2 separate regions of the Mus musculus genome follow, and region 2 is linked to region 1. Evidence: chromatin contacts called from public HiChIP or PLAC-seq data. All regions are on one chromosome and are shown on one strand. Each heading gives the region's core, a stretch centred on a gene start, on an enhancer-like site or on the middle of the called end of the contact. The rest is flanking DNA. Distances are from core to core; before and after follow the strand shown. Region 1 holds the start of Ryr1 (ryanodine receptor 1, skeletal muscle). Region 2 holds the start of Catsperg2 (cation channel sperm associated auxiliary subunit gamma 2).

What was found. HiChIP or PLAC-seq counts read pairs in DNA pulled down with a chosen protein or histone mark.
Region 2: a contact with region 1 is called in an H3K4me3 HiChIP or PLAC-seq map of embryonic stem cells, with 4 times the contacts expected there. The contact joins the promoter of Catsperg2 here to the promoter of Ryr1 in region 1. A contact is called at or near these places in 1 of 115 datasets of contacts at active chromatin or transcription factors (embryonic stem cells) and 2 of 9 other capture datasets (liver and pancreatic islet).

The regions. Positions count from the first base shown.
Region 1 is chr7:29,122,364-29,128,656 of GRCm38.p6, reverse strand. It overlaps Ryr1 (ryanodine receptor 1, skeletal muscle), which reads left to right and starts at 3,506. Exons shown (of 106, transcript NM_009109.2): 1 at 3,506-3,692. The coding sequence starts at 3,642.
Region 2 is chr7:29,724,285-29,730,577 of GRCm38.p6, reverse strand. It overlaps Catsperg2 (cation channel sperm associated auxiliary subunit gamma 2), which reads left to right and starts at 3,546. Exons shown (of 29, transcript NM_029714.4): 1 at 3,546-3,650; 2 at 5,098-5,381; 3 at 5,490-5,543. The coding sequence starts at 5,109.

The sequences.
Region 1 (6,293 bases), core at 2,257-4,756:
AGACCAGGTTGGCCTTGAACTCATAGAGATCCACCTGCCTCCCGAGTGCTGGGGCTTAAGCCATTTTGAAATGGCTTAAGCCATTTTGAAAAACACACCTTTTGTTTGTTTGAAACAGGGATTCATGTAGCCCAGGCTATCTTGCTATGTAGATGGGGTGAGCTTGAAGTCTTGATTCTCCTGCCTACCGGCCAAGTGCTAGGATATATGTGCATAGCCAGGTCTGTTTATATAGTGCTGGGGACCAAGCACAAGGCATTTTGCATACTGGGCAAGCAGTCTACTAACTAGCTCTGTCTATTCCCATCCCTGCCTTAGTTTATCTTTAAGATTTATCTAATGTTATGCTTATAGGAATTATTGCCTGGTGTTTGAGAAGGTCAGAAGAGGGCATCAGGTTCCTTGGTACTGGAGTTATAAATGGTTGTGAGCCACCATATGGATGCTGGGAATCAAACTCATGTCCTCTGCAAGAGCAGCAGGTGTTCTTAACCCCTGAGCCATCTCTCCATTACAAACATTTATTACATTACAACTTCTTCTTCTTCTTCTTCTTCTTCTTCTTCTTCTTCTTCTTCTTCTTCTTCTTCTTCTTCTTCTTCTTCTTTGTTTTTGTTTTTGTTTTTGTTTTTGTTTTTTTTGAGACAGGGTTTCTTTGTGTAGCCCTGGCTGTCCTGGAACTCCTCTGTAGACCAGGCTGGCCTCAAACTCAGAAATCTGCCTGCCTCTGCCTCCTGAGTGCTGAGATTAAAGGCGTGTGCCACCATGCCTGGATTACAACATTTATTTTGTGTGTGTATGTATGTGTGTATGTGTATGTATGTGTGTGTGTATATATATATACACACACACACACACATACATATATGTGTGTGTGTGTGTATGTGTGTATGTCTCTGTGTATGTGTGTGTATAAGTGTATGTGCATGTGTGTGTGCATGCATGTGTCTGTGTGTGTGCATTTGTTCATGTGTGTATGTATGTATGCCTGTGTGTATGTCTGCATGTGTATGTGTGTGTGCATGTGTGTATGTATGTATGTGTATATGTGTATGCATGTGTGTGCATGTGTGTTCTTGTGTGTGTATGCATGCATGTGTATGTGTATGCATGTGTGTATGTATGTGTGTATGTGTGTGTGTGTATATGTATGTGTGTATATGTGTATGTGTGTGTGAATGTGTATATGTATGTGTGTATATGTGTATGTGTGTGCATGTGTGCATATGTATATGTATGTGTGTATGTGTGTGTGCATACGTGCATGTGTGTATGTATGTGTGTATACGTGTATGTGTGTGTGTGTGCATGCATGTGTGTGTAGGTTGCCCACACCACCATGGCTGGCATGTGAAGTAAGGGGTCATCATACAGAACTTTTTCCATTGCATTATTTGGGTCGCTGGGATCAAGTTCAGATCTTCATCAGGCTTGGGGGCAAGCAGCCTGCCAGCTGAGTCATCATATTGTCCTTTATTTATTTTACTTTATTTTTTCAGACAGTTGATGATACATAGCTCTGTCTAGCCTGGAACTCACTCTGTAGACCAAACTGGCCTCAAACTCACCAAACTCTGTCTGCTTCTGCCTCCCACTATCCGCATGCACCTCCTGGCTCTTTATTTGTTTGTTTGTTTGTTTGTTTGTTTTTTGAGACAGAAATTCATGTAATGCAGGTGGTTGGCCTGGAATGTACTATGTAGCCAAGGCTGGCCTTCAATTTCTGTTCCTTCTACCTTTACCTCCTAAAGTGTGCCTCCACATGGCTAAATTAGAAAATCATATGCAGATATGGAGGTGTGGAACCCTATCTTTAGGTCTAGATCCCCAGCTCAGCCTCTGTGACATTGTGTAAGGTGCCTGACTCCATCTCCCAAAGGCAGCTCTTCACATCTGCAGACTTGGCACTGTGAGAGTGGGGAAATTGTGCCCCCTAAAGGTTACCCTGGGGACTACAGGGCATTTAGGAGATCTCCGCAGGGGCCACGTGCTTTTATTTTCTGCTGGCTGTTAAGCATGCCAATAATAGCATGGTTGTGAGAAACTAGTGGTAATAAAAAGATCTTAGCTCACACCTGAACTGCAACAGGTGGGTAAGAGACATCAGTCAGGACTACTTCAAAAGGCAGGTTTTAGCTGGGGGCTCGGGGGTGGGGTGGGGTGGGGTGGGGTGGGGTGGGGTGGGGTAGGGTGGGGTGGGGTGACGCATTTGTTTAACCTCAGTGCTGGGAGGCAGAGGCCTGGGATGTTTGCGAGTTCAAGGTCAGGCTGGTGTTTTCTCTCCCCCCTCCCACACCCATGCCCCTGCCCCCCAGTTTTGAGACAGGGTATCAGGTAGCACAGGCTGGCCTCCAGCTAGGGAGCTGAGGTTGACTTTGAGTTTCTGATCCTTTCTGCTTGCTGGAATTACAGACTCACATGGCCACTCCCAGTTTATGGATGGAACCCGGGGCTTTGTGACAGCTAGATAAACATTATATCGACTAGGGCATGCCTGCAGCCCTGTTTTTGTCTCTGTTTTGATACAGGGTCTTTTTTTTTTTTTTCTTCCTTTTCTTTATTTACATTTCAAAAATTTTCCCTGTTCCAGATCTCCCCTTCGGAAACCCTCTATCCCATCCCCCCTCCTCTTGCTTCTATGGGGGTGCTCCCCCATCCACCCTCCCACTCCTGTCTTCCCACCATAGCATTCTCCTATACTGGGGCATCCATTGAACACCCTTAGGCCCAAGTGCCACTCCTCCCACTGATGTGCAACAAGGCCATCCTCTGCCACATATGCGGCCGGAGCCATGGGTCCCTCCATGTGTATTCTTTTGTTGGTGGTCCAGTCCCCCGGAGTTCCAGGGGGTCTGGCTGGTTGACACTGAGATAGGCTCTTATTATGCGGTCCCAACTCCAGATTTACAATCCTCTTGCCTCAATCTCTTCAGAGCTTGGATGATAAGCCATACCACTCTGTCTGGTACTAAGTGATTTTTTTTTTAATGTTAGGGGATGTGGTGTGCATCCAAGCTACAACTGTGTGATTCTGCAGCAAGGGTGAAGCTCAGTTTAGCCATTAAGAAAGGGATGGAACTAGGCTGAGGGTGTAGCCCAATGGTAGAATGCTTGCCTGGCATGCAAGTGATCTAGGGTTTGAACCACGGCATTACATAAATCAGATGGGGCCAGAGGTTCAAGATCACTCTTGACTACATGTGGAGTTTAAGGCCATTCTGAAGTACATGACACTCGGAGGGGGAGGGGAAGGGGAGGGAGAGAGGAAGGGGTAAAGGGAGAGCCAGCCAAACAAATATATACATGATATCTCACTGTGACCATGGCCACTCAGCTACTTTCTAGACACCCAGTTCACTGGAGAGAACGAACACCTTCCACCAAGAGTTTGTGCTGTGGGCGGGGTTCTGAACAGGGGCGTAGCTTGTCCCATGCTTGCCCAATGGGTGTGCGGTGGGGCGGGGACCTTCTCTCATTGTGTCCCGCACAGGGCATGCTTCCTGCAGTTCCATCTCCCTCGCGGGTGCCTCTGGCTTCCCTAGAGGTCTCCGACCCCAGCCCGCCCTCAGGTTCCCCGCCAAGCCTGCAGCCCCCTCTCGCCATCCTCAGACCCTAGCCCGGGACACCCGGGGATTGCCATCATGGGTGATGGAGGAGGTGAAGGCGAGGACGAGGTCCAGTTTTTGCGGACGGTACGTTTTTGTCTGGGTCCGGAGGTCTTGGGTGATTTCTTGCTTACTTTTCTGAGAGTCTCTCTGTCTCTTCCCTGCTTGCTGGTGGTCTCTGAAATCCGAGGTCACTTTGTCTTTCCGTTTTTTCTCATCACCTTTTCGACCACGGAGAATTAGCAGGATTTAGGAGGACCGAGTGGGCAGGAGAGGGTGGGATCCTCAGACGCCCTCTCCTGACATAAGAGATTTGGGGTCATTGAGGAAGCACCCCGCCTCCTGCCGTTCTGGAAGCAGGCACTTGAGGAAGGTGGTTCTAATTCTTGGGCTTAATTTAGCTGTCCTCCACCGCCACCCCAGCCCTCATTCCCTTCTTGCTCCAGGCTCTGACCTATTTAAATTCTTGGGAAGGGGGCTGGGGTGGGCTGGACAACACCTTTCTTTTCAACTCCTAGTCTTTGGCCGTCTCCTTGGGGGTCTCTTGGAGCTTCAATGTACTTTTCCCCTCGGTTTTGGCGAGGAGGATTTAACTATGTCAGCTAATGGCCTCTGAGGGTACCTGGGTGATGAAGTCTTTCTCAGCTCCTTGGTATATCTTATGTCTGAGTCTCTGTCTCTTGGCCCTTGGCTTCAGCCTTCTGCGTGTGGCTGTCCCTCTGATCCTGTCTCTCTGAATCTCAGATCTCCAGCTGGGGGCAGGGATGGGACTTGGGACAACAGGTGTCTCTCCCAGAATAGCCCTCTTTTCTGGGCTCTGGGTAGGGGACAGGGAGGGGACAAGAGGGGGAGGGGCTGCCTTTTTCTTAGTCCTTCCCACCATATCCTCCCATGGGCTGAGATGGGGGTTGGATATGGGAGATGGTCTCTGTTGGGGCCAGGTCTGCTGACCCTGCACTCTCTCCCCCCCAACCCCCCACCCCCGAGGTCCTGGGTCCACACAGAAATGCTGACGCAGCATTCCTGACCCAGAATAGGACCCTGGTAGGCTGGGTCCGGTTTCTTGGGAGGGAGGAACAAACAGCTGGGGCTGGTAATGAAGGATGGGGACAGCTGGACTGTGAAGCCACTGGAGGAGGGCCTCTCCCCAGCCCCAGCCCCTTAGCCTACACCATGGCTTTCCATTGCCCTAGTAAGCCAATGGCTGTGGCTCCCAGCTGCTGAGCAGTCACTGCACCAGGCCCCGTGCCCAGGGCCTCAGCCTCCTGAGGTGTCTAATTATATTCTCATTGCCCTATCTTCTGAGGTAGGGCCCTATCTTTATCTCCCAGGGAGATTTGAGGGAAACCAAGCCCCATGTGGTAGACTTGCCCAAGGTCAAGGCCAGGAAGTGGCCTCCCTGAGTGCCCTGGGAGGCCAAGGTTTGCTTTCAAAAGAGGAAATCTGGACCAGGCTTGCTAGGGTAGCCAGTGTCAGGGGGTCAAAGGCCCCAGGATGGGTCTGCTTGCCTCAATGTTACTGGGGTTGTGTGGTACTTTCTTCCAAAAACCAACCAACCAAACAACCAAACAACCAAAAAAACCCCTCGTTTACATCATATCCCCCCCCTATAAGAAAGAATCTGTATAGCAACCCAGGGCGTGGCTTATGTATTTATTGGTATTATTAAACAAACAAACAAACAAACAAACAAAAATTCCAACTTTAAAGCAGGTTGTGGTGGTATAGATCCATGATTCCAGTGCTGGGCCAGCCTGGGCAATGTTGTAAGTTCAAGAGCAGCCTAAGTTACCTAGGAAAACTTAGTGTCAAACCAAACCAAACCAAACCAAACCAAACCAAACCAAACCAAACCAAACCAAACCAAACCATCAACTTGACTATGGTATAACTGACGAGCTATAAATTATAGAGATTCAAACGGGGCGGTGTTAGAGAGGCTCTGTGTGTACGGAAAGCTGGCTTCACACTTGACACATAGCCAAGGGTGACCTTGAACTCCTGATCCTTTTGTCTCCACCTCTCAAGTCCTGGGCTTGCAGGCATTCACCACCATGTCTGGTGTGTGTGGGTTTTGACACACTGTGCTGACCAAGTAACCAGCATCGAAACCCTTCCTTCACCCCGGGAGGCCCCTCCCACCATTTGTAGCAATCACTCCGTCCGAGCTGTCTACCACATACACTCTATCAGTTACCAGTGGCATTTCATATATGAAGTGCGCTCATTTGTCTGTCTTTCCGCTCAGGGTAGTTTTTGACATGTAGCCTGTGTCTAGCCTGAATTTGGTTTGTGGAGGAGCTTAGTGATATCCTGTTGTGTGACTACACCACACATTCGCCTGTATCTTCACTTGTGCACACTGAGCTAGTCACATCTTAACTATTTTGATACTACAGACAACCCCAGCGAACATTCACACTCACTTAAAAAAAAAAAAAAAGCTCTTGGCTAGCCTAGAACTCCCCATGCAGGTCCCGCTCTCCTCAACCTCACTGCGGCGATCCACCTGCCTCTGCTTCCCCAATGCTTTTCTTTTGGGGGGATTGGTTTTTTGAGACAGGGTTTCTCTGTGTTTTCTGTAGACCAGGCTGGCCTGGAACTTAGAAATCCCCCACCTCTGCCTCCTGAGTGCGGGGCTTAAAGGTGTGTGTGCACACACTGATTTTTTTCCCTCAGATACATTTA
Region 2 (6,293 bases), core at 2,297-4,796, 600 kb before region 1:
GTTAGCAGTAGTAAACAAGGGCAAGTTAGTTACTCTCTGTTTCTCCAAATGGCCCACCTTCAGAGTAGGGGTGTTGGAGACTGCCAAAAGACCCTCACTCACAAAGACCACAGAGACTGACATCACTGTAAACCACAAGTTTTTTTTTTTTTTTTTTTTTATTGTTCCAACGTGATAGGGACCCCACCCCCCACCACCGCCAGCATGCAGGCAAGAGGAGAGAACCCAAACAAAGAAAGAACACACTTTTTATACCTTGTAAAGGGCAGATTTAGGCAACAGGGCTAGCTGGCTTATTTTAATTGGTGTAGCAAGTAACCCTTTCAGGCATTAGTTGGTTTGTATAGGGTGACTAAGTAACCCTTTGGCCTAGTCCCTCCCTCACTCTGCCTGCCCTTGTGATTTTGAATTTATGTGTCAGCTATTAACATTACGGGAAATTCTGCCAAGGTAAGGGCGGTTTGTGGTCTTCCTCGGGAATTTGGTGTGAGGCGGGGTAGGTTTTTCTTTTTTTTGTTTGTTTGTTTGTTTGTTTTGTCAGAACTGTTATTTTTGTTATGGTAGTTTTTCTGAGAACAGCTCATCTTGTTCTGGCAGCTGTAGACTTGGTCTGGTCATTATTTAGGATCTCTAAACTTAGTCATAAGGGTGGTATAATAAGCTAGGCACCATCTGAACCAAAATGCAAAAGTCATGGTCATTCTGACAGCTAAAGTTCTACAGTTTGAAAAGTCCCTTCAAAGGGGGAAAGGGTTGGGTGGTCTTGAATTTATTTTGAATTCTACATTCTCCCTTTTTTTCTCTGGTGTATTTCAATCCTGAAATGATGTCTCACTTTGTTGAAGCTAATGATATTGTTGTCTGAGCATCAAAATTTGTACTGTACTTAAGCAATCAAGGATGCATGGGCCAAGGGTTAAGAGCAGAAACAGGATAAGAAGGGGTAGTAAATGGGACTAGGCAGGGACCCTTCCAGCGAGGCTCCAGGGTCTGGGTGCAATGCTGGTGCACATAGATTAGATCTCTGACCTGGAAATGGTGAGATGTCTTTAGAGTACCAGCTCGTTTGATGTAGCCAGTTGTGACCAGACTTCTTTCTGCACCACCTGCAAGCCTTTTAACTTAGCATACAGATCATTATTACAACAACATGTGGGTTCAATCACATCATTTAAGACCATGAGAGGTGCAAGAGCCCCATAAAGGAGTAAGACTGAATTGAGAGGGAGTATTTCTGGAGCACCACCCAGTCTGCACCTGTCTCTATGGTTAATTTTGTCAAGGTCTCATTTAGGGTTCTATTTATCCTTTCTACCTGTCCTGAACTCTGAGGTCTGTACACACAATGTAATTTCCATTCGACCTCTAAATACTTGGCCATACCCTGACTTACCTGGGCAACAAAGGCAGGGCTATTACCTAACCCTACTGCTTTTGGCACTCTGAACCTTGGAAATTTTTCTTCAATAATCTTCTTGATGAACAACTGAGCAGTCTCATTTTTACAGGGAAAAGCCAGAAGATATTAATACCCATATTTTCTTCAGTAAAGTCTACCTTCCAGTAGATGCTGGGTCTGTCTCCCCAGTACCTCTTTCCTGGATCCACCATGGTGTGGCAGACATTGACTTTTTGTCAGGGCACACACTTGTGCACCACCTGGTCCACAAGGTGTTTTAACCCTGGTACATGATACTTAGTCTTGAAAAATGTCTGCATGAGATTGCATATCTCTAAATGAGTCCATTGATGCATTTGTTTGATCATAGCCTCTGCTTGTCTTTGTGGCAGGATTTTCTTTTCCCTGGAGGTGTACCACAGTTCCTTCTTTTTGTTGAACTGGTGACTGGAATCTTTGGAAATGAGGGGTAAGTCCTCTGCTGTGTAGGTAAACTCGGCTCTGTTGCCAGGAGCACCGGCAGGGCCATGGCTGAAATTGCTTGTGCCTCTTGGTCTGCCATGTTGTTGTTCCTTGCTATCACGGTATCTCTCTTCTTGTGACTAGGACAGTGGATGATGTTTACCCTGGCAGGGTCATGGAGGGCTCTCAGTAGAGCCAGTATTTCCTCTTTGTTTTTATTTTTTTTCCTCCCAACCTATGTTGATATATGGCCCCATGGACGTGGGCTGTGGCAAAAGCATACCTGCTATCTATGTAGATGTTTTGTCTTCTTTCTTTTTCTAATTCCAAGGCCTTAGTGAGAGTGATCAGTTCCTCCTTTTGGGCCGATACGTCATCTAGCAGGGCCTGTGTCCAGATAACTTGGTGTCTCTGTCTACCACAGCTGCTCCAGCATGTTTCCTCTCTTCTTCTAGATAGCTGCTCCTGTCTGTCAACCAGGTAATGTCTGCACCCTCTAGTGGCTGGTCTGTCAGATCTTTATGCCACCCATGTGCCTTAGCAAGAGCTTGCTGACAGTCATGGGCAGGGGGCTCTAAGTAGCATGACCCCAGTCAATTCTGAGACTGAAGGCAATTTTCCCAATCTGCTTTGTATAGTATTTTAATTTCATGCAAGTATTCAGGGCGAGCAGTACAGTAAGGAACTAACAAGGCAGTAAGCAAAAGTCCCGTGATTACTCCTGTGACAGGTGTTTAAAAGTGCTTGTCATAATGACCAAAATACTTGAGCCCACTTCCTTGTCCAAGCCCAAAATCTTGCCTGAAGCCTACTTCTTTTGTTGCACCCTAAGATTAAAATTCCTGCCTTACCCCACTTCCCTATTATAGCCTAAAGTTAGATTTTTTTTTTTAAAGGACAGCATTCTCAACAAATGGTGCTGGTTCAACTGGCAGTCAGCATGTAGAAGAATGCAAACTGATCCATTTAAAAAAACTTTTTAATTATTTTTTATTTATATGAGTACACTGTAGCTGTCTTCAGACACACCAGAAGAGGGCATCATATCCTATTACAGATGGTTGTGAGCCACCATGTGGGTGCTGGGAATTGAACTCAAGACCTCTGGAAGAGCAGTCAATGCTCTTAACCGCTGAACCATCTCTCCAGCCCCTAAAGTTAGATTCTTGCCTAAGCAAGAAACTTACTTCCTTATCATGCCCTAATGCTAGATTCCTGCCTGAACTTATGTCCCTGTCATGGCCAATGTCAGATTCCTGTGTGAAGCCCATTTCCTTGTCCTAGGCCAATGTCAGACTCCTGCCAAGCGGTACCTCAAAAGGCCCTCCACAAAAACGCTCAAGCCTAAGTTGGCTAATATTTAACTACCCTCCTACTTGAATATGATCTGCCCACTTCCAGATCTGCCCACCTCCAGATCACATTAGCTCAAACACACAAAGGTTCTGGAACATCTTGGCTCCTCAGGAGAAGTTTTGATCTAGAGGTCAAACATGAACAGTGCCTCTGTCAGAACAACCATTATAAATTCCTCTGTTTCCTTCTGAGAACAAAGCTACAGGTTTCCAGCATTTTTAGCCTGTCACACATCTGAGAGCCTGACTTGCTAGAGCCCTGCTCTCAAGGCCTTGGGCCCGTGCTGGGAAAATTCGCGTTACCATGGAAACGCGCAAGCCACGCAGGCCTGCCTCGTGCAAGGTGGAAGTCCAAGCAGCCATTTTAGGAGCTGGAAAGAGGGGTTGAACAGGCACTGCCAAGCAATGGTTGACCGGTTTTAACCAAGTGACTGGTACGGTGGGGCGGGGAGAAGAGGACGGTGCCATCCTAGGGGATGATGGGGTGTGTGTGTGTGGGGGGGGGAGTTGAGAAGGAGAGGGGAGGGGTGGGAGGCAAGGCAAGGAAAGGCTGGGAAAAGAGCAGGGCCAGGCAAAGAAAGGGCGAGGTGAAGGCCAGGGCGTGGCCTGAAGGATGGGTTTGGGTGCGGCTAGAAGAGGCGGGGCATAGGGCAGGTGGATGTTCAGGGAATGGACAGGAGAGATGAGAGAAGGTGGAGGGAAAAGGTGTTGGTGGGGACAGTGAGGATCGCGAAGTCAGCGTGGGTGTGGAATGACGGGAGGTCTTGCGGCCAGAGGACCATCTTTACCCAGGAGAGACCCAGAGATCAGGAGCGAAGTCCAGGCAGAGACACAAACTGGGGCAAGGAGAGAATTGTTTACCAGAGGGGGTTCGGTAAAGAGAGAGCCAAATGGGAGGACAGGTCTGGTAGAGAGAGAACGGACTGCAGTGAGGAGCGACTACCCTGCGAGGAAACAACCGGAGGCGAGGAGAGACCCCAAGGAGTAGAGAGGCCCCACGACCAGGAAAGGTTCCCTAAGGAGAAGGTGGCCCGGCGGGGCGAGCTGGTGCTGAGGAGAAATCACCAAGGCGGGAGAAGGGCTTTAAAGAAAAGGGGTGCGACGAGCAGGAGGGCCAGGTTGCCCTGGACCCAGGGAGAAGTGGCCAGGACCAGGGGCGTGGCCAAGAGAGGAGACAGTGAGGATTCGAACTACTGCAACACTTGGGGCCTGAACCAGGACCAGGGGCGTGGCCAAGAGAGAAGGCAGAGTGAAGATCCGCTCTACCACAACACTTCAGACTGGAGCCAGGACCAGGGGCGTGGCCAGGAGAGAAAGCTGAGCAGGATCTGATTTCCAGAAAGATTCAGACTTTAAGCCAAGGCAAAGCGCCTAGCGAGTAAGGAGGTGTGGATGAGGAAGAAGACTAGAAGCAGAGCAGGAGCGAAAAGGGGCGTGGCGAAGAGCAGTGTGAGGGCGGGGAACCTTGTGAGGGCGGAGCCAAGTCCCCTGAGGGGCGTAGTGGTAAGGAAAACACTCTGGCAAGACAAGAAAAAAAAGAGGGACTTGGTAGGTTAGGAGTTCCAAGAACTGGAACAGAGAAGAGCAAGGCCAGGGCAAAGGGGGAGAGAGCAACTAGGAAGCAGGGTGAAAAGAGCCGCAGGGGTAGGGACAGTAGTAAGAGCAGGGGCGGGGCGAGGAGTATTAGTAGGGGAGGAGCTGAGAGTAAGGGCGTGGCAAGGCCTAAGAGCAGGGCCCAGGCAGAGAGTAAGGGGCCCCAAAGCCTGATCAAAGGTGGAGCTAGGAAGAAGAGTGGGAAAAGGGGCAGGAACTGAGCGGTTTCCTAGAGATCAGCCTCAGCTAGCCAACTTGCAAGTGGGTGTTAATCCCCACGTTCTCCAGGTTCTAGCTACATGGTGTCCCGGCCAGCCATGTCCCCTGTCAGCCCTGTGTGGCCGAGAAAACCAAACCTTTGGGCATTCTGGGTACTGCGGCTAGTGCTATTGCTGTCATTGAAGTCGTGGGCTGAAGATGCTTTACAGCATTGCACCTGGCTTCTTGTCCTGAACAAGTTCGAGAAGGTAGGCTTGCATCTCTCCAAGGATCGATTTCAAGATCATGAGCCCATCGATACAGTGGCCAAGGTGTTCCAAAAGTTGACAGACTCGCCAATCGATCCGTCAGAGGTGAGGGAAGTGAGATCAAGAGTATCAAAGAGATTTGGGGTCAGTAAATAGAGGGATCTTGAGTCATTATACCAAGTGACTAGATATTTCCCCCAACTTTCCTTACAGAACTATTTGAGCTTTCCTTACTACCTGCAAATCAACTTTTCCTGTCCGGGACAGGTAAGAGTTTACAGTATGAGTAGGCTGATTTCTGTAACTCTCCAATTTCCCATTATTTTCAGCAGTGTTTTTTCAATACAGTTTAATAGTAGTCTCCACCAACCCTGAAGGCATTAACGATTCAGTCTCCCACTAGGAGAATTGAATAAGAACACAATAGGGACAAAAAGTGAGCACAGCACCCCCCCACGGGGCCCCATTTTAAAATTGAGATGTAGCTCATCTTTTGTTTTGTTTAGGGGCCTAGGGACAGAATCCAAGGCTTTGTACATGCTACCACTGCTACCTGCTACCACCCTGTTCTCAGCCCCTAAAGGTGTCGTTCTAAAGTATACAGATCAGTACATTTTACTGTATCTACAGAGTCAGGCAACTGTCTCAGCTCCATTTAGCCATGACAGAAACATCGTGACCAAGGCAACTTATAAACCAAAAGTCCAAGAGCAGCACAGTAGGGAACCCGGTGGGACCACCATGGCAGGTACTTCCATCCACAAGCAGGAAGCAGAGAAAGCGAACTAGGAATGGTGCAGACCTCAAGGCCTACCACCCCTGGTGACACATCTCCTCCATGAAGGCCATATGTAATCCTATTCAGTCAGACCCACAGCTAAGGACCAAGCATTCAAACATAGGAGCCTAAGGGGCTCAAACAATACCTCACTCAAACAATCACACTAACCTCATTATCTTTCCCTGGAATGTTCCTATTATCCTCCAATAAGAACCCTGTGTCTAATAATAGTTATT